2 separate regions of the Zea mays genome follow, and region 2 is linked to region 1. The links are chromatin contacts, called in public Hi-C maps. All regions are on one chromosome and are shown on one strand. The core of a region is the stretch at or near the end of the contact, and the rest is flanking DNA. Distances in the headings are between cores, read along the strand shown.

What was found. Hi-C and Micro-C count contacts between places; a contact is called where the count stands out from the background.
Region 2: a contact with region 1 is called in a Hi-C map of ear, with 1.9 times the contacts expected there. The contact joins the promoter of LOC103635650 here to the promoter of LOC100216926 in region 1. A contact is called at or near these places in 2 of 25 Hi-C or Micro-C datasets (ear and leaf).

What each region holds. Positions count from the first base shown.
Region 1 is chr8:105,290,307-105,296,238 of Zm-B73-REFERENCE-NAM-5.0, forward strand. It overlaps LOC100216926 (zinc ion binding), which reads right to left and starts at 3,253. Exons shown (of 17, transcript NM_001354474.1): 1 at 2,821-3,253; 2 at 2,055-2,134; 3 at 1,352-1,545; 4 at 1-374. The coding sequence starts at 3,032.
Region 2 is chr8:105,732,909-105,738,840 of Zm-B73-REFERENCE-NAM-5.0, forward strand. It overlaps LOC103635650, which reads right to left and starts at 2,120. Exons shown (of 3, transcript XM_008658056.3): 1 at 1,714-2,120. The coding sequence starts at 1,792. LOC109941531 (a long non-coding RNA gene) reads right to left here. Exons shown (of 4, transcript XR_002264172.3): 4 at 5,859-5,932.

The DNA.
Region 1 (5,932 bases), core at 2,003-4,502:
GTATCTTTGCCTATAGAGGAAAGGAACTCCATGAGCTCTTTTGAACCCCAGCCCACATAGCCATTCTTCATTGGCCTATCTTCCCTCAGGAAGAATTTCATTGTATTCGATGTTCCATTAAATTTGGTTGTGGAAGATGGCTTGTTGTCATCGTCGTCATCACTATTGCCCACAAAATCATCATCTGAACTGTGTTCTTCATCATGAACCTTTTCTAAATCTAGATCTTGTTTGCAGTTTAGTTTTTCTTTCAGAAAAGCATATGCTTTTTCAAGCTTATCCAGAGTCATGCTCTCCTTGCCTTTAACTATCTCCTCCCAATACTCCTTGAATAAAAATTCATAAGTTGCCCTGTCATTGAAATCAACCCTCTCCTATAAAACACAGTACAAAAGGGGAGTGAGAAAACATAGATTCAACTGAAGTCAATGGAAGAGACTCAGGCTGACTTGACTCAAATAGATTGTTCACAAAGTTTAAGTCTTAATCTACCCTAGGTTAATTATACAAAGAAATTTGTTCTACAATATAACTATCTATCATGCAAGCAACTACACTGTAAGAGACACGCATGTTACACAACACTGGTAGAGACCAGCTGCAACATTAAGCGAATAATTACTCGATCTGCGGGGGTTAAGACAACCCTTGGTATTGAATTAAGAAGAAGACCTTCTCACACAGCTCCAGAAAACCTCTGAACCCCTATCCCACCCATACACAGCGGCTCCATAGACCATGAGAACGACCACGACCAAGGCCAGGCCTTAGACCTATGCTTTGTCGTGTGACAAAGGAGGGGATTTTTTTAACCCCAACCTGAAATTAGCTCCAACGGGGAGTCAGACTCATGAACTAAGGAGTGCTACTAAGACCACCTAACCAACTCAGATAGAGGCCCTTTTGCAAACTAATAATTACTAGTGGCTCAAAAGGAATAAGTGATCTTGATTCTCAAGACGATATGAACAAACAAAATACCACAACCAACAATTATTAGTAGTGCATAAGCTTATAAGATATGTTAAAGCATAACGATAGATTAACTAGAGAGGTGAAGTATCAGTAAATGTTTAGGGAAACATTAAATTACATTAGGTTAATTTCCACCCAAAAAAACTACAAAACAGCAATACAGAACCAAATAACACAGACGACTATATTGAAGAAATATGCTGTTAAACAGCAATTGTAGGGCATTTCCAAAGCTGAAACCCAGTATACACTATTATCAGCTAGTTACAGATGACGAAAGGGAGAAGACAAACAATAGTAAAACAGGAGCAATTGATGGCATGAGAGACAGTAGAGAAAACTAATAATTTTGCACGCAGATCCTGCAGGTAGTTACCCCATCGGAGTCAACATCAACATTCTTCTCAATCATGATTGCCATCCTTAAACAGTTGGTGCAGAATCCCTTTGTCTTCCTCAAGACTGGGACGAATTCTGCTTGTTTCACGCAATTTTGACAAAAGGCTTGCCACGGACAGCAAAAGCAATAATAACGTGAACGCCCTTTACAAATAAAGCAAGTATGCCATTCTGCAAAGTATAGTTTAGTCAAAATCACGATAATTAATAATATACTGCGGAATATAACAAAATATGAAAATTTAATCCACAAAACTCAACCAAATTCAAGTTACAAACTTACAACTGAGGTAGCTTTCCCAGTTATAAGCATTAGGTATTTAGGTTTGATCATGTGCCCAATTAAGAAATTAACTCATTTATGCATTTACCCAATTAGCTGACCACCTGGAAAATTGAAAGATTTCTATTTTCCAAAACTCTGATTTCCCAATATTGAGCTGCATATTGCAGTCCCTTATATAGGAATATAGGATACCCAGAGTAAGAAGTAGAAGAAAAAATAAGAAAGACCGAACAATGTTTAAGCCTATGGAACTTTATCAAAAAGGAAGGTAATGACACTATGAGATATGCCAACTTTCAGTAAGCCATTATGTTCCCTGGCGCAGAAGCATGCATTTTCACAACTACAATGGACACTCATAGGAAGTTTAAACAAAGAATAATGAAATGCTTACCACAGATGAATTCTTCATCTGAATTGAGGAAGCCGCTATCTTTCCCCACGCAAGCAGGATGGTAAGCTTTCTGGCAGCCCCTGAGAAAAAAAGTTTTGAAAATCTCAGGAACACGAATATGTACTACAGCAAATCAGCAATGAAACAAAGTGATTTGACTCCATAGAGATGAACAATTGATAATGCCTTGACACCAAAGGGATAAGGCAATATCTATTGTCTACTGCAATGTTAAACCAGCAACCTTTTGCTAATGACAACCCCACCGCTTGCTATTTATAAGGGAAAACAGGGTAACAGAAATGGTGACTGGATATTTGAATGATGAGCAAATGACAACACACGCCCATGAAAAAGCAAATGCTGGCACTGACAAAATTTTCAGTTTCAACCTAGAGCTGCAGCTCTAACAATGAATACAAGGAATCAAGGATCAACGGCAATAGAGGCATCCGGTCTTATAGTGGTACCAACAGGAGCGTCGCTGGTCAAAGTTTGCAGAGCACAAAAAAAAACTACCTGTTTGGAAAGCGGGATTTTTTTCCTGTTGCTTTCCCCATGTGAAATTGAACCGCTTCCAGTTCCAGTAAAATTGCTGCATTCCACACGGTCCCTAAACCTGCTCTAGCAATGCCACAGCGCTCACCATCACACAGAAATCCTCCCGACTTGTAGATTACCAAAACCCAAAGCATGCTGCTCATGCGGGATCATGAGATGAGACGAGGGAAGTACTGGGGCCCGTCGGAGGGGTAGGGGGGCGAACCTGAAATCGCAGACGCGGAGGTCACCGCCGTCCTTGCAGACGAAGCAATAGTCCTCCCCCTCCAGCGCCGCCACCTCCTCCTCCTCCCCCACCAGCGGTTCCATTTCCTCTTCCTCCTGTTCCTCCTCCTCGGCCCGCCGCGGGCGCTTGCTCCCGTGTCCACCCCCGCCGGCGCCAGACGCACGGCTGCGCCTCCTCGCCCCTTTCCCCATAACCGCCGACCCAATCAACCCCCGCCGGCCGGTGACCCCGGACCCGGCGAGGCAATCAACGGGAGAGGAATCGAGGGGAACCGAATCCGACGCAAAGATGCCGCAGTAAATGCAATGCGAGAAAAGGACTAGAGGAGCCGAGAGCCGGGTTGGGGATTATTCGTGCAGACTGCAGAGGGGTTTATAAACTCCGTGTGCCGAACTAGCGATGCGGGCGAGGGACCGCCGACGGGGCGTGTAGGTGGATTCCGAAGAGGGGCTTCGTTCCAGGCGGCGGTGTGCAGCACTGCAGCCTGCAGTGGACCTGTGTGTGAGTGTGAATCGTGGCAGGTGTCAGACTGTCAGTAGAGCGTCGACAGCACTGACTGCACTGTCGCCTCAAAAGAGAGTTCAAGCTTGACCCCACCATAGCTGGGGAAATTTTGATTTTTCAAGAAAAAAATAAGAGTATTTATTTATTTATTTTATATCGAATACTAAATAATTTTATAAAAAATATGAATATTTAGAATAGCTATGAAAAGAATAATCCAATCTATAATAACATAATAAAAAGGGCTTTTATTATTTTACCACTTATCCAAAGAAGCATATATAAGGGATATACTAATGGATTGTTGGGTAGATCTCCACAACAACAACAAAAAATCTGAATCTAAGATTCATTATGGATCAACTGCACCATAGTTCTAAGATCTATTAAGAATATATACCAGGGTACCTAAAGACACTTCAACTCACAAGACCCTAATAGGTGGGTTGGAGCACTTTCGTATGTTATCTAGGGACTCAACCCACATGTAAGCATGTTCGCTTGCTTTAATTCGTACTGGTTTCTACTGCTTCTGCAGTACTTTTGTCTCTATGGATTGTAGTTGCAGTAGTCCAAACAGTCGGCTTTAATCCGAAGCGAATAGCCCTATTAGACTGGATCGGAAAAATGAAGTTGGAAGATAGATCAATAAATAAGGTCAATATCCATATAATATGGTAGAGCTTGGTTCATAAGTGAAACCCGCATGTAAAGTGGAGCTAAGAGACATGGTGTCGTGGTTTCGGGAACCGGGGGACAATAAGATTTGTGTTCGGCATGGGGTGCTAGCACAGACTCACTTCGAAAGGTGAATCACTTGGACTCAATGAAAAATTTGAGACACAGCGTTATACTGGTTCGGGCTCGCACCCTATTCCAGTTTAGTGTTGATCGTAGTATTGCTTGAAGCATGTTACAACAAGTGTGCTTGTGTATGAAGAAGGAGGGGTCCTGCCCTTTTAGATCTCAAGGGTAGGACCTTACAGGGGAGACTTGTTTCCTACTAGAGAGAAAGATCGGCTCTTCCGGTTGTCGTGGTGGGTCCTCCGTAGGGTCGAGGGCAGTCGTACTCCCAGTATGGCATCGTCGGTCGTCCATTACTCTGGCTCCTATAGTGAGTCCATCGCTGACGCCTTTGTAGCGGTACGCGGCGGGTCCTACGGATCAGGCTCATGGTACGGTCGTGCGTAGCACAGTTTCGCCTGTCGTCATAGGCATGCGTCACCTATTGGCGTATACATGCACCCGATATGGTATATATGCCGTGTCCTTTTCGATATGCGGGTCACTGTAGAGACTCCAACGCTGAGGCCCGGACATGGTTTGGTGATGACGTGTGTTATCACGCTGACGTGGGTCTAGAGCATTGGGTCGACCCTTCCCTTATGCCGATTAGATTGACACAAGACCTAGTCGTTTGCCCTGCCTCATGGGGTTGCTTGGTATAAAGTTGGTCGTTCGCTCCGCCTCGTGAGTTACTCAGACGAGACTCGGTTGTTCGCTCCGTATCGCAGGGTTGCTGAAAGGGAAATATGCCCAATAGCATGGTATGAATGCCTTAGACATTTTCTTATTTCTAATGCTTTCAATGTCTGGAAAGTTGATCCTACTCTTTTCACTAAGACTTGTAGTGGTGATTTGTTTATATGCCAAATATATGTCATTGACATAATATTTGGTTCTACTGATCAAAAGTCATGTGAGGAGTTTAGCAGGGTGATGGTGCAGAAGTTCGAGATGTCCATGATGGGAGAGTTGAATTACTTCCTCAGATTTCAAGTGAAACAACACAAGGAAGGGACATTCATCTCCCAAACAAAGTACACACAATATATCCTAAAGAAGTTTGGGATGAAGGATGCAAAGCTTGCTAAGACGCTAATGGGAACTGACAGGCATCTGGACCTTAACACAGGTGGTAAGTCCGTAGATCAAAAGGTATACCGGTCTATGATAGGACCCTTGCTTTATCTCTGTGCAAGTAGATCGGGTATTATGCTTTTTGTTTGTATATGTGCTAGATTTCAATCCGGCCCCAAGAAATGTCACCTTGTGGCTGTGAAGCGTATTCTTCGATATTTAGTTCACACGCCTTACATCAGGCTCCGGTATCCTAAGGGGTCTACCTTTGACTTGATTGGATATTTAGACTCCAACTATGTCGGGTGCAAGGTTGATAGGAAGAGCACTTCAGGGACTTGCCCGTTTCTAGGAAGGTCCCTAGTGTCTTGGAGCTCAAAGAAACAAACATGTGTTGCCCTATCCACCGCCGAGGCCGAGTATGTTGTCGTAGGTTAGTGTTGTGCACAACTACATTGGATGAGTGAAAGTCGCCTAGAGGGGGGTGGATAGGCGGAAACTGAAATTTACAACTTTAAACACACTACAAGCTGGGGTTAGCGTTAGAATAAAATCCGAGTCCGAGAGAAAGAGAGGAAAACAAATCTACGAAGAATATGAAGCGGATGACATGGTGATTTGTTTTACCGAGGTTTGGTTCCAAAGAACCTAGTCCCCATTGAGGTGGTCACAAAGACCGGGTCTCTTTCAACCCTTTCCCTCTTTCAAACGGTCACTTAGACCGAGT
Region 2 (5,932 bases), core at 870-3,369, 440 kb after region 1:
TATCATTATCAAAGATTTAATGAAGAGCTATTGCTTCCTGATCGATGGGTCTAGCATTGCAGTTTCCATCTGCACCAACCACTTTTCACTACCCAGTCATGTGCAGAACTTGCAGAGTGCTGGCAGCAAAACCAAATTTAGATGGTACCCAGAGGCCATACATAAAACACTAGCCGGCTAAGTAGAAATCCTAGTATCACCAGGATGGTCATGGCCAGCTTGAATAAATTCTCAGAAAGTTGACAGATCGAAACACATTTATCATGTGTTTGAAAGGAATACTGTGAATACTTTGTTACTTCAAATAACACATTGATTGCTTATAAAGTGTCATGCAAAACAGCAAGAGCTTTCACACTCACACCACATTCATTCAATTGTAAATTGTTTATTGCCTTTTGTAATATAATAAATAACCACAACCCTGGCCAGTTAACCCCAGTTAATTTTATCTTAACCTTCTGAAGTTTAATCTAACCAAAGAAAAAACCTTGGTATTTCAATTGTCTGAAGGAAGTCAGGAATAAAAATCAGGGGCAGTAGATAGGAGTGTAAAACTCCCTGAGATCCCCATCAAGTTTTTTTCCCATAATGGGCAAACCCAAATTCCATCACTTTGAAGTTAGAAGAACCGAAATTATAGCAAGAGTTGTGTGGTCTTTGTTCCTTTTTCCAGACTCAAGGTTCTAGGAAGTAATAATATAGGAGGTCTGTGTTATTAACACGCCAATCCAAAATTTAGAATATTTAAGGTGCATCAGTTGCGTTTTCAATCTTTTTTCTGGGCCAAAATGATTTTCATTGTGTTAAGGGAGGCCTCTACATTTAACTTTCATAACTTTATCTGAAAGAAGGACCAACGATGCGGCTCTACAACCTCTAGATTAGAATATCTGTAAGCTGAGTAGTTGACATAAGTGAAATCTAGCATGGGTGAAATATGACAATGGCATATGCTTAAAGGAAGTCAAAACGAGACAATACATAGCCAGTGTGATATAGCTCCTAAGACAAAAGAATGACCAGCCTCACTGCACCTAGTAGTACAAATGGTGATTGGGTGATCCTGCAATCCTATAAGGCAAGGCATGGACTTAGCCTTTTAACAGGTAAATGATACATCTTCTACTACTACTAGACTATCCCGCCACACAACTGTCTGAACTACAAGAAATAACTCAGTAACGTCGAGAAGCGCCTCAATTTTATTCAGGGTCAGAAACATGCTGCAGCAGAAAGACAAAGTTGGATCTAAGGAGTGACGTTTTAGTGCAAAGTATTATCCTTTCTACATTTTGAATCCCAAAAGAATTTCATTTTCCCAATGGTTCGATCCAACCGACTATTGTAAGGATATTAGCGGGTACGAATGCTGAAATCAGTGCTCACGCCACGAACAAGGCTCCAATTTCCCAAACTTCAGCATATAACCTGCTCGTCATATATATAACTTAACAAAGTCCCACCGGAGACGGCAAACTCATCCCTCCTAAGTCCTAACCACCCACACCCAATGATTGTCAACGAGAGTGCCGTCCACAATTCAATTAGACTCACAAAACACAGCAGGGAATCGGAATATATTCAAGAAAAATAATCGTGGTAACGATTCCCTAATCCCCGCCCCGCTTTCGACCTTCAACTACATCTCGCTGTGACCCTCTCCCGCAACAGCCCCGAATCCAACGACCAAAGCATATCGAGAGCGCGAACCTGCGGTGAACTGGGCACAGATCCCGGACGCAGCGAGGAGAAACAGGGCGACCGAGGCCCGTCTGGATCCGCCCCTCATCTCCGACCTGAGCGCGCCGCCCCGCGCCGCCTTCTCCCTCGGCTCGAAGCGGTGGGGTGGTGGCCTGGTGGGTCAGTGGTGCTTGCCTGCTTGGGCGCGGCGCGGTGGTGCTGGCGCTTGGCGGCCTGGCGCTGGTGGTGCGGTGGTTGCCGACTTGCCGTGCCTGTTTGGCCTTGGCTTTTGTAGTAGTAGTAGCCCGTGGCGACGGGTCGGACGCGGCTGGTTCGCATCGAAGGCTCCGCATGGCATTGCTGCCGGTGAATGGTCCTTTTCGGCGGCGTTGTGTCGCTGCTGGTGGGCCACGGTGGGATCCGGAGCGACCGATGACGCGTCTGAAGTTTCGTTGCGCGAAACAACCTAATCCACTTTAGCGCAAGTTGTCGTCAAAAGAGCAGTGCAAGCAGAAAGAATGTTTGAGTATTAGCTAAGCTATGTGAGTCTGTAAAACGATTCTGGTAAAAATCCATGCAAATTGTTGGGGAAAAACACTAACGCATTAGCTAAACTATGACAGTAACAGCCGCTTCAGCTAGGACCTCTACGTATTTTCATCCCCGTGAGGCCGTGACCAGTATTTTCATCTGGTAAAACATTATCTTTAGCTTTACCCCTCTCTACCGAATTGTAAGATGTTTTAGTTTTTGTAAATACATGTCATCTGTTGTACACTTAGAGCCTGTTTGGTTTGACGTTTTTATCCGTGATCTATTTACAGTGATATCTATTCCTTTTCTTTTCTACTAGATGAGTGCTCCGTGCGTTACAACGGAAACATATAATACCATAATAACTTTTATATATAATGTGTCTTATATTGTTATAAGAAAATATTTCATAATTCATTTGTGATCCTAGCCATACATAAATTTTGTTATTTTAATTTAACTGTTCCACTACTACATTGCAACCATCAGTATCATACAGACTTCGATATATATCATGATTTGCATGGTCTCATCATTGGAGAGCACGTGCCACACCTACCGGTAGAAGTTCCCTCATACATCGTCAGTCATCAGGCATGCACCACCATACATGTTTGTTTAAACAAAAAGGCAAGTGTGTGCGTTTGCGAAGAGAATTAAAGGCAGACCAGCACAAAAGCTACCTCGGCGATGGCAAGTGGTCATTGTTGTCGGTCCTCCTCTGCGTCACCTCTGTCGCTAAGATGACGCCACAGTCTTTGATATAGTAGTCGTCAAACGCGCGCGACATGGCAAGTACCGATGACTTTTGGCTGGGCTGCTAAACGAAGTGCACCCCGGGCTCATCAGCGAGGTAGTACACCTAGCCGTTGCACCTCCGGATGTGCTACTCGTCTACATACATCTTGTTCGAGGACACTCACACAACATCAACAACAGCCGTCGTCCCAGCGCACAAGAATTCATGGCCGGTCAGTAGCAACTTACGTGGCCGGTTGAGCTTCAGGTGGATGATGAGCTAGATGGCGTGACGGCGCCGTCGTCGGATGCGGTGCCCAGAACAACCCGAGAGTCGCCGGCGTTGGCGACGACTATGAGATCCCCCGTTTGAATATGGACAGTAGTGTAGCCGCTCTGGACTGCGTCCAAGCGACGGCTGCACCGAAGCTTGCCGAACATAGCGAGCGGCCAAGTAGGACTGCTTCCAGAGGTCGAACTGGCAGTCGCCAAGCTTCTTCTCATCGTCGATGAGCGACGCCAACGCGAGCGCCTCCTGCCAGTGGTGTTTGTTCGGGGTTTCTAAGTAAGAAACATGAATTCATCTTTGGCGTTGGTTTATAAAAATTACTCACAAGTCAGATTCATGGAAAAAATATTACGGAGAATAAATGTCACACATATAAAAAAAGAATTTAAGTTGAAAACTTATTCAAACAAAAGAAGTTGCATGCAAGGCTCTTCTTTAAATACTACTCTCTCCATCCAAAAATATAATTCGGGAATCTCGTTGATAATTATCTACTACTACACATTGTGCAAGGGTAGTAGGTGGACTTTGGGAGAGATGTAGTAGATATTTTTACTGTAACAAATATTAACATAAACATACATGTGGTGTAGTGGTAGCTATGAGCATATTTACTTGAGAGGTTGCGGGTTCGAATCCCATTAAAGCCACATTTGTGTTTTTTTAATTTAATTTTAGCTAGACGTGGGATGCACGTGAGAATGGGAATGAGCTTTACGGGGGGGGAGAAATGGAAATGGGAATGAGTTTTGCGGGGAGGAGGGAATGGGAATGAGCTTTGAGGGAATGGGAATGACAGAACAAGGAATGACAGCCTACCCCTTACTGCCTTAATAGGTAGTAGAGATTTGGTTGGGCCAGCGATTCACACCGTGAACGGATATGGAGTCATATCTTTTTCGTTACCACTCCTCAGCTAGTGTTAATACATAACGTTAACTAACCAAACATATCTTGCTTTCTGTTGCACTGTAACCAATAGCAGTGGGGTCCGTTCACGTTACGTTAACCACTCCCTGCAATGAACCAAACACTGCCTTAGATATACACCACGACTAGATAGATAAAAAACAATATGTGTAGAAAAGTTCAAAATGTCTTATAACGCGAATAGAGAGAGTAGTATTCATGTGATAATCAAGCAAAAAAGTGGTTGTGATGAAACTATTTAGGTGGAACATAGCAAACAATAAAAAAACTTCCACAAAAAATATGCATTTTCTTGCTGCAGAAAAATGTTCAAAGAGTTAAATGTATGAGAGGATTCTTAACTTGTCTAGGTATGTTACTTAGGACCCCTAAACTTTTAAAATGCATTTCTGACCACCTAATCTTGTTAAATGATATACTGGTGGTACATACCGGACTACCAGTTCAGATGGACGTTTTCTCTGACGTGGCATTACCACCATGTATCGAGCATGGTTGGGGGCTCATGAGAGTGTTGACTATGCCTAACTACTCTACATATAACACCTCTAATACATGAAATTTCTCTCTTGCTCTTGCTCATTTATCTCCTAATTTGTTCCCTCTCTTCAAAGGGTAGCACTAGCATCGTCGCCGCCGCCTTATCCTCCTACACCCCAAGTCGTTTGCATGGCCCTTGAATCGAGTGCTTCTGTCTCAAATCTGCATGGGGCCAAACTTTCCCTTATCATCTGCCTAGAATGCAGAGTGAGAAGCGTGATGAAGTGCACACCTAAATATCCATGGAGTTTGGGGTATGTTTTATTGTTGCCTTGTCCATAAGGTTAGTTCCTCTTGCCCTGTCTGAAATGCTTTTGTTGGTTCTCTCCTATATCTGAAATTCCTTTGTATTTTGTAGAGAGATGGGTTGAGTTGCCTCTATTTTAGATGGTAAGAAGAGTATGTTACATGGATAAAAAATATGCATTAAGAAGGGAAGTTAGACATTGAAGATGTGGGGTTGAAATCAATACTTGTTGTGTGTGTGTCTATATTCTACTTGTTATGTTTTTGTTGTTGTTAGTCCTACTAAACAAGTGAATGCAAGTATGAGTAGGCGTTATGACATGAATTAGTGATCATATTATAAGTGATTGCAATATGGTATGTTCTTCAAAGCAATGATGAATAAGATCTGACTGGAGGTAGCAGCAAACACACAAACAAATGACTGGACAAGAATGAACACATACAACAGTAGAAAAGTAATAACTGAGTGTAGTAATTTTCACCGGACTTTACACTACACGACGGTTCACTTACAGCGACCTACGGTTGGTTGCTAAAACGACCTTCAGCGACCTACGGTTGGTCGCTAAAAACTTTTAGCGACCCATAAGGATGGTCGCTGTAAGTGCCGTCGCTAAAGGCTTTAGCGACCGACATCTTTTTAGCGACCGACCGTCCGTTGCTAATATTGTATATTTAGCGACCAACCGTGAGTTGTTGTACTATAGATTTAGCAACCAATCGTGAGTCGTTATACTATACATTTAGCAACCAACAGAAAGTTGCCCCTAGTTATAGTCGTTAATAATAATAATATACCATTAATTAGCATTCAACAACTGTTATATATACAAAAGCATCACAAATCACCAATTTTTATACACATAATCACATAGATATACAAATTTAATTAGTATTGCACAATAATAGATCCACATCACATAAATCATCAACAATCACCACAACAAAATCATTCACAAAACCTACACA